Regions from separate parts of the Mus musculus genome. Here all the other regions are linked to region 1. Evidence: chromatin contacts called from public Hi-C and HiChIP or PLAC-seq data. All regions are on one chromosome and are shown on one strand. Each heading gives the region's core, a stretch centred on a gene start, on an enhancer-like site or on the middle of the called end of the contact. The rest is flanking DNA. Distances are from core to core; before and after follow the strand shown.

Evidence for each region. A called contact is a pair of places that touch in the nucleus more often than the background predicts. HiChIP or PLAC-seq counts read pairs in DNA pulled down with a chosen protein or histone mark.
Region 2: a contact with region 1 is called in an H3K27ac HiChIP or PLAC-seq map of trophoblast stem cells, with 6 times the contacts expected there. The contact joins the enhancer-like site here to the promoter of Exosc6 in region 1. A contact is called at or near these places in 17 of 39 promoter capture datasets (the 3T3-L1 cell line, the C10 cell line, the HPC-7 cell line and 11 more), 3 of 15 datasets of contacts at CTCF or cohesin (embryonic stem cells and stem cell-derived epiblast-like cells), 72 of 484 Hi-C or Micro-C datasets (the 63-12 cell line, B cells, the C2C12 cell line and 24 more), 20 of 115 datasets of contacts at active chromatin or transcription factors (the SCID.adh cell line, bone marrow-derived macrophages, embryonic forebrain and 12 more) and 5 of 9 other capture datasets (adipose tissue, embryonic stem cells, embryonic tail and 2 more).
Region 3: a contact with region 1 is called in an H3K4me3 HiChIP or PLAC-seq map of the 230-238 cell line, with 4 times the contacts expected there. The contact joins the enhancer-like site here to the promoter of Exosc6 in region 1. A contact is called at or near these places in 13 of 39 promoter capture datasets (the 3T3-L1 cell line, the HPC-7 cell line, HPC-7-derived erythroid cells and 7 more), 1 of 15 datasets of contacts at CTCF or cohesin (large pre-B cells), 2 of 484 Hi-C or Micro-C datasets (the C3H10T1/2 cell line and ventral hippocampal neurons), 16 of 115 datasets of contacts at active chromatin or transcription factors (the 230-238 cell line, the SCID.adh cell line, bone marrow-derived macrophages and 8 more) and 5 of 9 other capture datasets (adipose tissue, embryonic stem cells, liver and 2 more).
Region 4: a contact with region 1 is called in a Hi-C map of uterus, with 3 times the contacts expected there. The contact joins the promoter of Glg1 here to the promoter of Exosc6 in region 1. A contact is called at or near these places in 6 of 484 Hi-C or Micro-C datasets (the HL-1 cell line, embryonic fibroblasts, embryonic stem cells and 1 more), 9 of 115 datasets of contacts at active chromatin or transcription factors (the SCID.adh cell line, double positive thymocytes, embryonic stem cells and 5 more) and 3 of 9 other capture datasets (adipose tissue, liver and pancreatic islet).

The regions. Positions count from the first base shown.
Region 1 is chr8:111,054,433-111,057,788 of GRCm38.p6, forward strand. Exosc6 (exosome component 6) reads left to right here and starts at 1,907. Exons shown (of 1, transcript NM_028274.4): 1 at 1,907-3,232. The coding sequence starts at 1,939. The coding sequence ends at 2,760. It overlaps Aars (alanyl-tRNA synthetase), which reads left to right. Exons shown (of 21, transcript NM_146217.4): 20 at 77-190; 21 at 587-1,137. The coding sequence ends at 772.
Region 2 is chr8:110,823,111-110,826,696 of GRCm38.p6, forward strand. Sf3b3 (splicing factor 3b, subunit 3) reads right to left here. Exons shown (of 26, transcript NM_133953.2): 12 at 2,985-3,136; 13 at 2,392-2,547; 14 at 1,055-1,210; 15 at 265-408. Among named protein-coding and RNA genes, the nearest start is that of Snord111, 14 kb to the right of the region's middle. Within about 2 kb of position 1,956, at least 28 of the 459 cell types and tissues checked have an H3K27ac peak or open chromatin away from gene starts, as enhancers often do. A contact at or near this core is called in the HL-1 cell line, bone marrow-derived macrophages, embryonic fibroblasts and 3 more, where this site is marked.
Region 3 is chr8:110,881,535-110,885,121 of GRCm38.p6, forward strand. Fcsk (fucose kinase) reads right to left here. Exons shown (of 24, transcript NM_172283.3): 21 at 2,497-2,684; 22 at 2,307-2,406; 23 at 1,694-1,917; 24 at 922-1,552. The coding sequence ends at 1,433. Cog4 (component of oligomeric golgi complex 4) reads left to right here. Exons shown (of 19, transcript NM_133973.2): 19 at 197-700. The coding sequence ends at 331. Among named protein-coding and RNA genes, the nearest start is that of Fcsk, 19 kb to the right of the region's middle. Within about 2 kb of position 2,202, at least 12 of the 459 cell types and tissues checked have an H3K27ac peak or open chromatin away from gene starts, as enhancers often do. A contact at or near this core is called in the 230-238 cell line, where this site is marked.
Region 4 is chr8:111,257,435-111,260,867 of GRCm38.p6, forward strand. Glg1 (golgi apparatus protein 1) reads right to left here and starts at 1,776. Exons shown (of 26, transcript NM_009149.3): 1 at 1,337-1,776. The coding sequence starts at 1,762.

The DNA of each region.
Region 1 (3,356 bases), core at 657-3,156:
AGGGCTGAGTTCTCAGCTTCCCTTGTAGAAAGCAGGGCTCCCTTGCCAGTGACCTAACCTGAGGTTCTCCCCACAGGCCCTGAATGAAGCGTTGAAGCTTTTCAAGACGCATTCTCCTCAGACATCTGCCATGCTGTTCACGGTGGACAATGAGGCTGGCAAGATCACGTGCTTGTGCCAGGTTCCCCAGGTCAGAACTTCCCACAGTCCCAGTCTAAAAGCCTGCAAACCCGTATGCCAGTGGGAAACCCTGCCTGTGGCTCCTCAAGGAGGGCTTCTTCACAGCATTTGCCAAGACTGTTTGTGTGCACGCAGTCCTCACTAGAAACTGTTGATCTGTCTATCATTTGTCGCCTCCTGCGGCACCTTTACCCCTCGGGCTTTCTTTTGGTGAAAGACTTCACTCCTGGCTAATGCCTGGCTTTGCTCTCTGTCCTCACTTTGGCAGTAGCCATAGCTGCTCTCCTGTGCCAGCTATAGTGTTAGTCTGTGGTAGCATCACACATGATACAAATGGATGTTGGGGGCGCCTGCCATTCCCCCCTCAATCCCATTCTGACTACCATTTTCCCCTCCTATCTCCTAGAATGCAGCCAACCGGGGACTGAAAGCCAGCGAGTGGGTCCAGCAGGTTTCAGGCCTGATGGATGGTAAAGGCGGTGGCAAGGACATGTCCGCCCAGGCCACAGGCAAGAACGTGGGCTGCCTTCAGGAAGCACTGCAGCTGGCTACCTCCTTTGCCCAGCTCCGTCTGGGAGATGTGAAGAACTGATGGGAGGGAAGCCCTCTCGGGAAAGCAACTCGCCATCAACCAGACATGTCCGAAGGCGGGAATTCAGCCAGGAGCTCTCCTCCCGCCACGAAGACATTGGAGTCATGGGACCTCTCAGCAGCCCTGTCCGTCCTGATCCAGCGGTAATGGGAACACGCCTGGAGCTGTCCTGTGATTCATTGCCCCCCTCCATTACTGCTCTGAGCCCATTCATGTCAGCACCATCTGTCTAAAATCACTACCCAGGAATGCTTTTTAACGTCATGATCACATCTAGATGAGGTCACTCTGCCAGCCTGAGGCTTTAGGTCTGCAGAGGAAGGAAGCCTTTTCTCTGCAGAAAATAAAAAGGACCATGTGCAATACTTGGTGATGTCATGCGCTCTGCTTCTTGTCCTGAGGTGAGCCCTGGCTCCTGTATATCTGTTACGGTTCCAGCCTGTTTCTGGTTGATGGTATCACCGAATAGACTCCCAGACTCCTGAAAGTTCAGGAAATTCAATAGAAGGGTGGAGGAAAATAATTCTGAGTTGCTTCCAGTGGAGAACCACTGTTCTTAGTCTCTTAGGACAACCTCCACCATGCCTGTCCACATGCCTGTTTGAGGCTGCTGATATGAGGTCAGACAACTGATATAGGCAGTATGAACATGTAGGTGTGTCCTACTAACTGCCCCACCCCTACTGCTTTAACCTAAAGTAGGTTCAAGACCCTGGCCCAGCCCTAAAATGCAATTTGTATGAATCTACAAACAGCAGGGTCTGGAAGCAGAGATACTGTCTGCTTATGACAGTTCCTCAGAGTGTTAGAAATATCTAGTTGTACAAAGAGAGATACCGTCCATTTATTAAACAAGTGTTGAAGCAGCCAGAGGACTAATTGCACGAGTAAACAAAAACCTCTCACCTTGGGCAAGCTTATGTGAAACAGTCTGAATGCAAACTTCTAGGAATAACAACAGATCCGTTCCTTAGGACTAGCTAAAGTACCAGCATAGGAGTCCAGCTATACCTCGCCGTTCTTCCTCCACTCCGCTAGGTGGCAGCGCGCACACCTACCGCTCTCCCGATAGGCTCTGCGCGGGCGCGCATCTTTAAGCGAGCGGAAGAGCCGGGTGCGCAAGGGCAGCCCAGCAGGCGGAAGTAGCTCGCACGCCGGTAGCCGCCATGCCGGGAGACCATCGCCGCATCCGCGGGCCGGAGGAGTCTCAGCCGCCGCAGCTGTACGCGGCCGAAGACGACGAGACGCCCGCTGCTCGCGACCCGACGCGGCTCCGCCCGGTGTACGCGCGCGCCGGGCTGCTGAGCCAGGCCAAGGGCTCCGCCTACCTGGAGGCGGGCGGGACCAAGGTGCTGTGCGCCGTGTCCGGTCCGCGGCAGGCCGAGGGCGGCGAGCGCGGCAGCGGCCCTGCGGGAGCGGGCGGGGAAGCTCCCGCTGCCCTCCGGGGTCGCCTGCTCTGCGATTTCCGCCGCGCTCCCTTCTCCGGTCGCCGGCGTCGCGCGCCCCAGGGCGGCGGCGGGGAGGATCGCGAGCTGGGACTGGCGCTACAGGAGGCTCTGGAGCCCGCCGTGCGCCTGGGGCGCTACCCGCGTGCTCAGCTCGAGGTGTCGGCGCTGCTGCTGGAGGACGGCGGCTGTGCGCTGGCCGCGGCGCTCACCGCGGCCGCGCTCGCCCTGGCCGACGCGGGAGTGGAGATGTACGATCTGGTGGTGGGCTGCGGCCTGAGCCTCACCCCGGGACCCTCCCCGACCTGGCTGCTGGACCCCACGCGGCTGGAGGAGGAGCACTCCGCGGCCGGTCTCACGGTGGCCCTCATGCCTGTGCTCAATCAGGTGGCCGGGTTACTGGGCAGTGGGGAAGGCGGGCAGACTGAGAGTTGGACCGATGCTGTGCGCCTGGGCCTGGAGGGCTGCCAGCGCCTCTACCCAGTGCTGCAGCAGTGTTTGGTGCGGGCTGCCCGCCGGAGGGGTGCCGCCGCCCCACCCTGATTGGAAAAAACCGGAGCGACGAGGATTCGAGGACTGCTATCGCCCTTCTCTCCCTAAAGGACCAAGCGCTGATGGTCGCCTGACTCCGCAGAGCTGAGAAACGAAGAGTGGGGCAGTTGGGCGCACAGAACCAAAGCACTGGACAGCTCTGTTGGAAAGGTTTAAAAGGCCGTTGGAAACACGATCCAGTTGGAGAGATTTGAAAGCAGCCATACTCCCAAGTTGGAAAGGACTTGGGCTGGATTTACCTAGTAAATGAGATAAGGGGCTATGGTCTTGTAGGAGATGGACCCAGTGCAGGCCAGCCATTGGCTCCAATACATAATAAACTGATTCTTTTGAGAGGATGGACCAGGGGACTTTGCCTTCTCACTACTCAGAGTAAAACATAAAAACTATTTTATGACTGGAAATACATCTGTTGTGTTTTTTCTTGATACTAGAGTTAGAAACAATGCTGTTCTGAACTGGGTGTGTGTTGAGTCTGTGTTTTCAAGGGCTCCGAGTCATTACTGCCTTAAGTGTTCATATTAGCCCACTGTAACTAAGAAGGGGTGATGTGCTTTGTAGGAGAAACCTCGTGCCCTGGAGCATTG
Region 2 (3,586 bases), core at 706-3,205, 230 kb before region 1:
TGAAGACTCATTTAATTCCAAACCAAAACACCTATCACAAAGCACTTTTTACCAGCTATGAAGACGCTTTGTGTGTGCTATTTCCAGGCCTGCCTAACATGTTCTAAGTGTTGAGAAAAATCAGTCTCTGACAGCACTAGATGATGAGTTTCCCAAGGCGACTATCTAGAACTACAGGCAAAGAAAATGCTTAGACTGGATAAAGAACAGGCTGATAGATACCAAAGAAGGCCTTACACCAATGTGAGCCCCTGGACATCTTACCTGTAGTCCAATGTTCAGGTACAGGAAGCCAATAGAGCCTCTCTCACCCAGCTCATCTTGTTTCTCAGTCCCACCCATTTCCACAATACATAGAGACTCAGGCTGGGCTGGGAGAGCCTGCATACTCAGAGGCTGTAAACAGTCCTAAGGAACAGAAGTGGGGAGGAAAAATTGCTGTAAGAGACAATTCTGGAAAACACATACTCACAGAAATCTGCTAGGATTGAAGGAGGATCTTTGTTGAGGAAAATGGAAACCCCAAAAGAAAACTGAGACAGTAGATGCTTATTAAATCTAAATCTCAGAGTAAGTTTTGGGGAGCTCTTGTTTATTTCTGTCAAAGTGGATAATGGTCAAAGTAAGAAAGTCATATTAGGCCCTATAATAAGTAAAATTCCTTTTTAATCACCAGTCTTAGGATTTTAAACTGAAGGCAAGGCTCCAGTGGTTTAAAGAACTTGTTGCTCTCCCAGGATCTACATGTTGGCTTGGATACTTCCTGATACAAACATGCAAGCAAAACATGAACAACATAGATAGAATCTAAAACACTACAAAAGGGATTCAAGTCTTTTGAGGAAGAAACACATAGTAGCCACAGATCAACATCCTTAAACATCCCGAGGTGTGCTATGGGAATCAAAGGCGGCAGCAGCATACACCTCACCACACTGGGTGCTTAGGATCTCACTGCTGGACAAGATGGGGGAGAGGAGAGAAAAACAATAGACACAGATTTTAGGGAGCCAGGTGCTTAGGGCCCACCCAGAAGACTAAGAATGCCACTCACTGATGGGTCGAGGGAGATGATTCTGACAGTGTTGTCCACCAGCCCCACAGCCAGGAACCGAGATCGCTGTTCTCCAGGGGGCACGTTGGCCAGACTCATGCACACCACATCTGCTGACATCTCTTTCCGCTCCGTGTACTCATTCAACTGTCCTGACTACAGGAAGAAAAACAAAATAGGTCTGTGTGCTACAATTCACCCTGTAGCTCTGGACTATGTATGAAAGGAAGATGGGCTGTTAAGACTTTTTTTAAATTTAATTTTATTTTTGCCTCCTCTCACCCCTCTTTTTGCTTCTGAGATGGGGTTTCATGTAACTATTATTAGCTACGTTCAAGGATGAACCTGAGACCATGGCCTCCTCTGAGTTCTGAGATTACAAAGGGTCTGAACACACCCTGTTTATACAGTGCTAGAGATCTATCAACTGAGCAACACTGCTAACACTGTTTTATATCTCACTCCACTTTTTAGTAAGTCAGTGACCAAGAATCTCACCATTTCAGATCCCAAAATCAACTTCACAGGTTAGTGCCCCAGAGGGAAAGAAAAAAAGCAGGATGTAGCATAAATATACACTATCCTAGACCAAGAAACAAATATATAAAGCCATTTATCTGTTCTCATCATGAGAACCCTGAACAAAGCCAGCTGTGGTAATGCAAGACTATAATTCTAGCACATGGGAAACAGAAAGGGAGACAGAAGAACAGGGTCAAGGCCAATCTAGTCTACATGAGACCATCTCAAAAACAAAACCCTTTCCTAATACACCAAAGCCAATTCAAACACAGTCAAAACAACAACAAAAATGTCAAGTCTACTAGAGATTTCTGTAGAAGGTAAGTTCTGGATACATTTTCATATAAAATAGCAAAATCAGGAATAGTAACTCATGACTAATCACAGCACTTGTGAAGTTGAGACAGGAAGACTGCTGTGAGTCACCAGCCTAGAATTCTACATTAGACTGTATCTCAAAACAAAACAAAACAAAAAACAAAAAAAGAGAAACGAGACAGAAGAAAATAAAAGAATTCTTTACCAAATATTCACTAGAAGATGAGGATGAGGTACAAAACAAGCTATTTGGCTTTCAAGAGATTTCACATCTGTAATCTGAATTAGATTTCCTAGTTTTTGTCCTTAATCTTTAAAAAAGGGGCCAAACTGTCTTGTTTGTGGACACTTCAGAGTCCCAATTCTCTTTCTTGTGAATCCATGCATGCTTAAGATACATACACTGACAACACTGCCTAAGCACAACAACAGAACCCCACCCCAAGGACCATAATGGAAGATAACACAGGGCCAGCAGAACAAAACAAGTAACATACAGGATCCATCTCGAAATAGACCAGCTCTCCCCCAGTCAGGGCGATCACCACTTGTCGCTGGTTCACTGCACACTTCACAATCGTTTTCTTGCCGGGAGTCTTCCACTCATTAACTCTTTTATCTGCTCGTATGTGTCGGATGCCATCTGGATACACCTAGAAGTCAGTCAAAGAAGAACATCTAACTAGCAATCTGATTGTCACCCAGAATGGCCCTCACACTGGCACACTGGGACCACACAAATGAGGCACTGCTTGTTTTTGAAATGTTCATGCTTTGCCACCTCAGTTGAGAAAGGTCCCAAGCCCACATGTTAATGATAAAGATGAGAAAAGCAGTGATAGGGAATGACCAACAGGGAGGAAATGTTAGGCTTCAAATTTTCCTAACTGCCGAGTTATTCAAAGCCTGAAAGGGATGAATTCTCAGTACCCCTTTTTATGTTGATAAGACATTAGACCCTCCCCTCAGGTTTTCTGGAAGGTGAGAATGAAGAAACATGAATTCAAGCACACCACAAAACAAGAGAAGGATGGGCAAAGGATGGGCAAAGGACGGACGGCCAAGGCACGCTGAGGAGGTGCACGCTCACCTGCACCAGTGCATCATCTCCTAACAAGGAGCAGGACAAGGTTGGAGTGGTGCCCAAGAAGCCAGAGTCAGTCACTTCTTCCACAGTCTCTCCGATAGATAGCACAAGTGTGGCATTCACGAAAGACACAATGATGTAGGCATCAAACTCATCTGGAAAAAAGAAAACAGAGGAGCTGTTAGGAAAAATTCAAATTTACTAGCATTAGAAAGGCAGTTGAGACACAACAGTTTTAGAAACCTTTCACAACACTTCTATGTGCAGTCACTACACACATGCACACACAAAACAGAATGTTCAAAAGACGATTGGCTGTCCTAGCAACCTACAAGTAAATGCCCAAACACGCTGAGTATAAATGTCTGAAGACTAGTATTTCCTTCAGGTATTTGGAAAAGAGACGATAAAAATAAAATAATAATAATAAAACATATAAGAAAACCTTAAGTAACTGTGTGAAAAACTAGAGCAAATCTATTTGTGCCAATTGCTGACTGACTGATGGGGTATTATGTAGCCCAGGCTGGACTCAAACTCAATATACAGCCAAAGATGACTTTGAACTTCTGACTCTACTTTCCTTAGCACTAGAACTATACATA
Region 3 (3,587 bases), core at 952-3,451, 170 kb before region 1:
CTGGAAAGAGTCCATCACCAAGTTTCGAGCCCCCTGCGCCCTTACTTGCTAGCAGCACAGTTCTACAAGGCACCCCCTTCCTATATGTCCCTTCCTACATGTCCCTTCCTACATGTCTCTGCCTTGTCTCAGTAAAGCCCAGGAGCTTCCCTCAGAATGGACCAACCTCTGCTGACTAGTTTACTCTTGCCCACAGGTGACTGAGATACTAGATTACTGGGGTGCTAACTCTGGCCCTTTGACATGGCGCCTCACCCCTGCTGAAGTGCGACAGGTGCTGGCTCTGCGCATAGACTTCCGCAATGAGGATATCAAGAGGCTGCGCCTATAGCTGCCATGTGGCCCGCCAGACTTCAGGACCTGTTTTCTAAGCAGTTACAGCCAAAGAGCTATGCAAAACTGTCTGGCTTGGGTCAGCCAAAGGTCCAGGCTACACCACTGCATGGAAACCAGGAAGCAAGGAGTGCACTCACTGCAAAGTTCTTCCCAGGAGCAGTTACGGCTGGAGGCTAAAAGGGAGAGCTTTTCCAACAGAGAGGTGGGGACTAAGTGGGCAGCATATGCCTGGCCATCTGTTACTCTCTCGCCCGCACACTACAACACACATGCCCATGACAGCAGGGAGGTTGGAGGTACCTGGGGACTTAACGGCAAGGCTATGATGTTCACAAATAAAGACACTACCTGGAGACATGCCATTGTGTTGGGTCCAGGAAGGGTTGGTTGCTTGGACAAGGCCATTCCACTAGTGGCCTGCAGTCAAGTCTCCCCCCATCTAGTCACCTAACAGCAGGAACCCTCATCCAGTCCTGGACTTCAACCCTTTCTTGGGCTTTCAGCACCAGGGGCTGGATCAATCCAGGTATAGCAGCTTCCCACAATGCCAGAAGTAGGAATTTCTCCCAGCAAAAAAACAGTTTTCTGAAGACAAACTTGAAAATTAGAATTTATTCCAAGGATGCGGGTGTTGAGAACCCACTACCCCCAGGTTCCTTTGACACTGTAGTGTTGTTAGAAAGGCTTAGGTTATCAAAAGCTTGCTGTAGACTGTGGCAGAGAGTGGTTCACTACCACAGACCTGAGAACACACCTTCACTCTTCCCTGGCCCCTGCTGTAGAATCAGAGTTGGTATGGGAATGCCTGAAAGTCTATCTTTAGAGTTGGTCTGATTGTCATCCTTTGCAGGGCCCTAGGAGGCCTACACTGGGCCATGGAATTTGTAGAGTGCACATGAGACACTGTGACTAAGACCTCCCTTAATCCAGATGAGATAGAGGCCAAGTCTCAGCCACTGCCCACCATGAAGCACAGTACTGTTTGCAAACACTGCCTCTTCTGTCCAAGTCTTGCTTCCTTCCTTAGCAGCAGACTTGAAGAGGTAGGTAAGGGATAACAAAGTGAGCCCCACTGAAGGGACGCGCAGCTGCAGCTCTAGGTGGTGCCCACTTCAGAGGGCCCGGCCCCACAAAGACGGGTGTCGTGTCCCAGCAGCTGCAGGCTCAGGCCCTGAGGATCCACTTCCACCAGGTGGACACTGTAGTTGCCAAGGCCCTGGGTGGGACAGAAGGTGTTGAGAGCTTAAACATTCCCAGGCCTTTTGGACTGATACGGGGCCAGGAGGACCATGATTTGGTGGGCCACAGTTGGGTTATTTCACTCCAACCAACTTCCAACCATTATACCAGCACATACCTCAGCCTTGGCCAGGACAGCTTCCAGAGTCTCTTTCTGCCGGGGTTCCTTGGTCAATAGATAGAGAAAGCCCCCACCACCTGCCCCTGCCAGGCTTTGGCCATACGCATACGGGGCCAGGACATCCATCATTCGCTGCACGGCCAGCGGCTCGCAGCCTGGGGCCATAAGCTTCTTCTGCTCCCAGTATGAGGTCAGGTACTGTCCCAGCAGAGGCAGGTTTCCTGGGGTTAGGAGAGGGGATGGTTTGCCTGGGCCAGATTCTCCGGTGGTAACTTTTGCAGAGGGAAGGAAGGGAGTGTCAAAAGGCATGACTTCAACTGCACAAGGTTGCGGGCACAGCACGGAGCAGCCAGCATGGTGCCCAGCCAGTGTTCTATAGCCTCATCATTGGGGCTTAAGCAGCCCCCACTTCCCTGCAACTCAGTCAGGGCAGAGCCTCTTCCTCCTGTTTCCTGGTAACTAGGATCAGAGGGCTATTCCCATGAGACAAGTTCTATACTGAGATAGGGCTCCACAAGGAGAAAACACAAGGAGATCCCCAAGGACCTAATGTGTGGGGTTGTGTCTGGCCTGAGGCAAGAGTTACCTCTGAACCGATAAACAAGCTCACCTTGGCGGAAAGCTTCAGCGCACTTCTCGGTCTGTCGCACCAGTCTGCGGGCATTCTGTACCACAACGGGCAACCGAGCGTACCAGTTCCTCAGCACGTCCTGCAGGCGGGACACGGACGGTGCCATGAGAATCAGCTCCAGCCAAGGCCAGCCAGGAAACTGCCTTCCTTAGTCAGGGGCTGAGCTCACCTGCAGCAGATTCCGGGCCAATCGGGTCTTGCCGGTATAAACCAGGAGCAGATGGTCATTGATCTTCTGGACAAAGCCCTCAGGCACAGTGATTTCCTCCACCTCCACCTTGAGGGGCAGCTGGGCCCGGGAGCGCCCCACTTTGATGCCAGGCATTAGGCCACTGACTTGGTCCTGCCAGCCACCTCCTATGAACCCAAAGTCCTGTCACTGTTGGAACCTAAGTGACCCAACCTCACCCAGCCTTGTTTCATGGCCCTGAATCTCTAACTGGAACCAGAATGGGAATAAGCTTGTCCCAGTCCCAACTCTAGCTGAGACGAGTAAGCCACGACAGCAGGCCAGTCCCAGAAAGGGACAGTTTTGTTGCAGGTTAATCATGTAATTAGAATTGGCACAAGACACATCAGAAGTTAGACTTCACGTAATCTGCCAGTACCCGGACAATCTGTCTTCTAAGAGTCCTTGAAAAATAAGTTCATAGAAGCAAAAAGATGGCTTAGTAACTGAAAGTTCTTACTGCTTTTGCAGAAGACCAGCAGGTGGTTTCCAGAACCTACATCTGGCAGCTCACAACCACCTGAAACTCCAGCACGGGGGGATTAAATACCTTCTGGCCTCCATATCTCCTTATGGGTCCATGTACACATACCCATAAGGAGATACACATATAGAAAAATGTCTTTTTAAGAAAAAGCACAAAACACACACATATATAAAATAAGAAACCTAAAAATAAAAGTCAGGTAGCTGTGGCAGACACCTTTAATCCCAGCACTTGGGAGGCAGAGGCAGGCAGATTTCTGTGATCTCAAGACCAGCCTGGTCTACAGAGTGAGTTTCAGGACAGCTAGGGCTACATAGTAAGACTCTATCTTGAAAAAAGCATTGGTGTGTGTAGGTATGTGCTCACGAACGCAGTACCCAGAGAGGGTCAGATCCCTTGAAGCTGGATTTACAGGTGGCTATGAGCTAGGAACTCTCCAGCCCCTCCGCCACCTGGAGGTCACCAATTAGCTACACTGGCTGGCCACTGGGCCCTGCGAACTCCTTTTGCACACCTAGTACAGGGTTTATACACACATAATTTC
Region 4 (3,433 bases), core at 526-3,025, 200 kb after region 1:
GTTTTTTTAAGTCCTATTGTTACCCTGGCTGGTCTGGAACTCTCTACTTTGACTAGGCTATAGTCTCAAATTCAGAGAGAGATCTGCCAGCCTCTTCCTCTCAAGTTCCAGAATTAACAGGATGTGCCATAAAAAAAAAGGGCCTTACCTTTGCATAACACTAAAGCAAGACTAGCAAATGTCTATAAACCAGTGGTCACATCATGGCCTTGAACAATCCTGAAGATACAGTATTCCAAATGAGATGGCCAAATAGCAATTTTCTACTTGCCAGATTTTGGGAGTAATCTTGTTTATCTAAACCTTTGAAAACAAATATTTCTACCAATATGCTCACGTCTGCAGCATCAAATATAGAAAAGAAGTTGTCAATGTTTTTTAACTGGAGCACACCAAGTAATATAAGCTCTAGAAGAACTCACTAAGGTACTGTTAAAATTATTTCAAACTAGATGAAGTGGTTCAGCCAGATGCGGAAGGATGCCTCTCATAGGCGGCCAACCTGGGCTACAAGCAGATCCGGTCTCAAAAACAACTATCTTAAGACTTCAGAAAGACCCCACTACAGACCACAAACACCTTATATTTATTATATAGCATCAAATGCTGCCTGCAACTTTCTCAGACTTTATAGGGTTCCAAGGGACATGAAGGAACAGCCTAAAAAATGAGGTCCTTTACAAACTGACCACAGGAAGTGAAGACAAAAAAAAAAAAAAAAAAAAAAGCATAGTTTCAGCACCAGGTAAATAGTAAAGATTTACCAATTAAAAAAGAATGTGGTAGAAACAGTAAATTCGGCTTTTGACTACATTCACACCAGAAGAGAACCCAGGTTAGCTCACCAAGCGCCTACTGCTAAATAAACAGCAGATCGATCTTTAGCAGTTTAAATGTACCGATTTTTTTTTCCACGTTGAAATCCATTGCTACAAACTGGCGAGGTCGAAACGGATAGCAAACAAATCCTAAACTGGTTTTCCGGCGAGGAACCGCTCTGCATAGAGCATCACACAAAAGACAGGAGCGCAAACAGAAAACACGCTCCTTAGGCCTGCGCCTACTGAGGCCGTGAGCCGAGGTCCTGATCCCAGAACACCGCGACGACAGGGAGCGAACTAGGGGACCGGAGGAGGAAGGATCGGGGTGGGATCCGCTTGCCCGAACGCACCCGGGAGTGAGGGGCAGGAAAGAGAGAGGCGCGAGCACAGCCCTGAAGGAAAAGAGCAGAGGGAAGCTGCTGCTGCAGCCCGGCATCCGCGGCTTCCAGGCCGGCGACACCCTCCGGCCCGCACCAGGCTCGGCCCTCCTCCCCAGGCTCGTCCCACCTCCTCACCTCCCTCACGTCCTGCAGGCACTCGAGCACCGCCAGGTTGTTGCTCCAGGTGTGTTTGGGGCACACACGGGTCACGTCCTCCCGGCAGGACTCTTCCTCCGCCAGCTTCCAGCCTCCGCCAGTCCCACCGGGCCCCGCTCCGCCCCGCCGGGCCGGGAGCCCGCCCGCCGCGAAAAGCGACTGCTGCTGTTGCTGCTGCTGCTGCTGAGGCGGCGGCTGCTGCTGCTGCTGCGATAACTGAGGCTGCTGAGGCGGCTGTTGGCCGGCCGGGCTGCCGCCTCCACCTTGCCCTGGGAAGGGCCCAAAGTTGGTCCCCGGACCCTGGCCCTGACCGTGACCATTCTGGGCCCCTGCTGCCGCGAGCAGCAGCAGCGGCAACGCCGCCGACAAGCGGAACATCCCCCGTACACGTCCACACACCGCCATCTTGGGTTCGCGGCGAGCTCGACGCACCCGCCGGCGACGTGTATTTAAATGAGGGGGCGGAGCCGCGGGCGTGGGCTGGCGTGGCTCCTCCCCAGCGGGCGGTAGACTCGGGAGTCCGCGGCGGAGTGAAAAGCAGCGGAGGTTGCGCTGCGAAGGAAGGGCCCACGCCCTGGACCCGGCTGGCGGGAAAGTGGATAGCCTTCCCGGAGGAACTGTTGGAGCTGCTGAGAAAACCTGCGTAGGGGCACCGTGGTATAAATCTCTCGATTGTTGACACGGAAGAGAAAAAAGAGAAGTGAATTTGGACTGACACAACTAAGATGGCCGGTGGAATATTTCGCCAGTTCGGTGACTCACGGTGGGTGGAGGAGGAAGGGTTAAAAACTTTGTTGTGTGTAGATGAACTTCAAAACCGAATGTATTCCGGTATCTGAGAGCCTCATTTTGTGTCTGACCTGTATTTCTTACCTAGAGAAGCAGGCGACAATTCGATGAATGTTAAGCGTACATAGGTTATAATCCTTGCTCATGGGCCTTCAAGATGATCGCTCAAATGTAAAGTAAAACTGTGAACTTTTAGAATAAAAACAGGGAGAGGCTGGGGGTGTAGGGGTCAGTTGGTAGAGTGTACAAAGACATGGATTTGATACCCTTCATCTCATAACCCGGCATATGCCTGTGATCCTAGCTTTCAGGAGGTGAAAGCAGGAAGGTTGAAGCCAACCTAAGACTGTTTCGAGAAGAAGAAGAAAAAAGTAACAAAATCAAGGAAACTACCTGGCCTGTAACTTGAAGTCCCAAAAGTTATAGTCAATATTAAACACAACACGAGGGCCTTTGCTTGGACATCTTCTTTAAGAACCAGGACTTAGGGACTGGCAAGATGGCTCTGGTAAGAGCACTGACTGACAGTCCTGAGTTCAAATCCCATCAACCACATGGTGGCTCACAACTATATGCAATGAGATCTGATGCCCTCTTCTGGTGTGTCTAAAGACAACTACAGTGCACTTACATATAACAATAAATAAATCAAAACAAACAAACAAAAAACAGGACTTAGACTCCCCCTACTTCCATTTTTGAAACAAAGTCTCACTGTTGGCCCCTGGCTGACCCAAAACTCACTATGTAGATAGACCAGGCTGCTCTCCAACTCACAGAGACCTCCCTTCCCCCGCCCCGGCCCCCTGTGAACCACAGGTCCAGCCTGTGTCAGCAAATTGTATTGCTGACCTGTACGCAACATCTTCAACATTGCTTTACTACACACTAGTGACCCCTCCTTGGGTTGAGAGCGTCACACTTGGCTTCACACAAGGTGTCAACTAAGCCAGCATGACAAAGGTTAGGTTCTAATTCAATTGAGAAAAACTTTGTACAGAGGGGATATATTAATGGTTCCGTACCAAGAGATTAAATGAACCTCCCAGGATGAACTCTGCCAGTCTGCAGTCAGTTTCCAACTAGAATCCTTGAATCTTCCCACCACTCTGGGACACTTCTATCCCACTCTGACCATTCAGCATGTTGGTGGTAAATGAAGACAACTTGAGACAAAAATCTCTACTGGTCAGTATTTTCTGACCATTTAAAAACACAGGGAGCCGGGCGTGGTGGCGCACGCCTTTAATCCCAGCACTTGGGAGGCAGAGGCAGGTGAATTTCTGA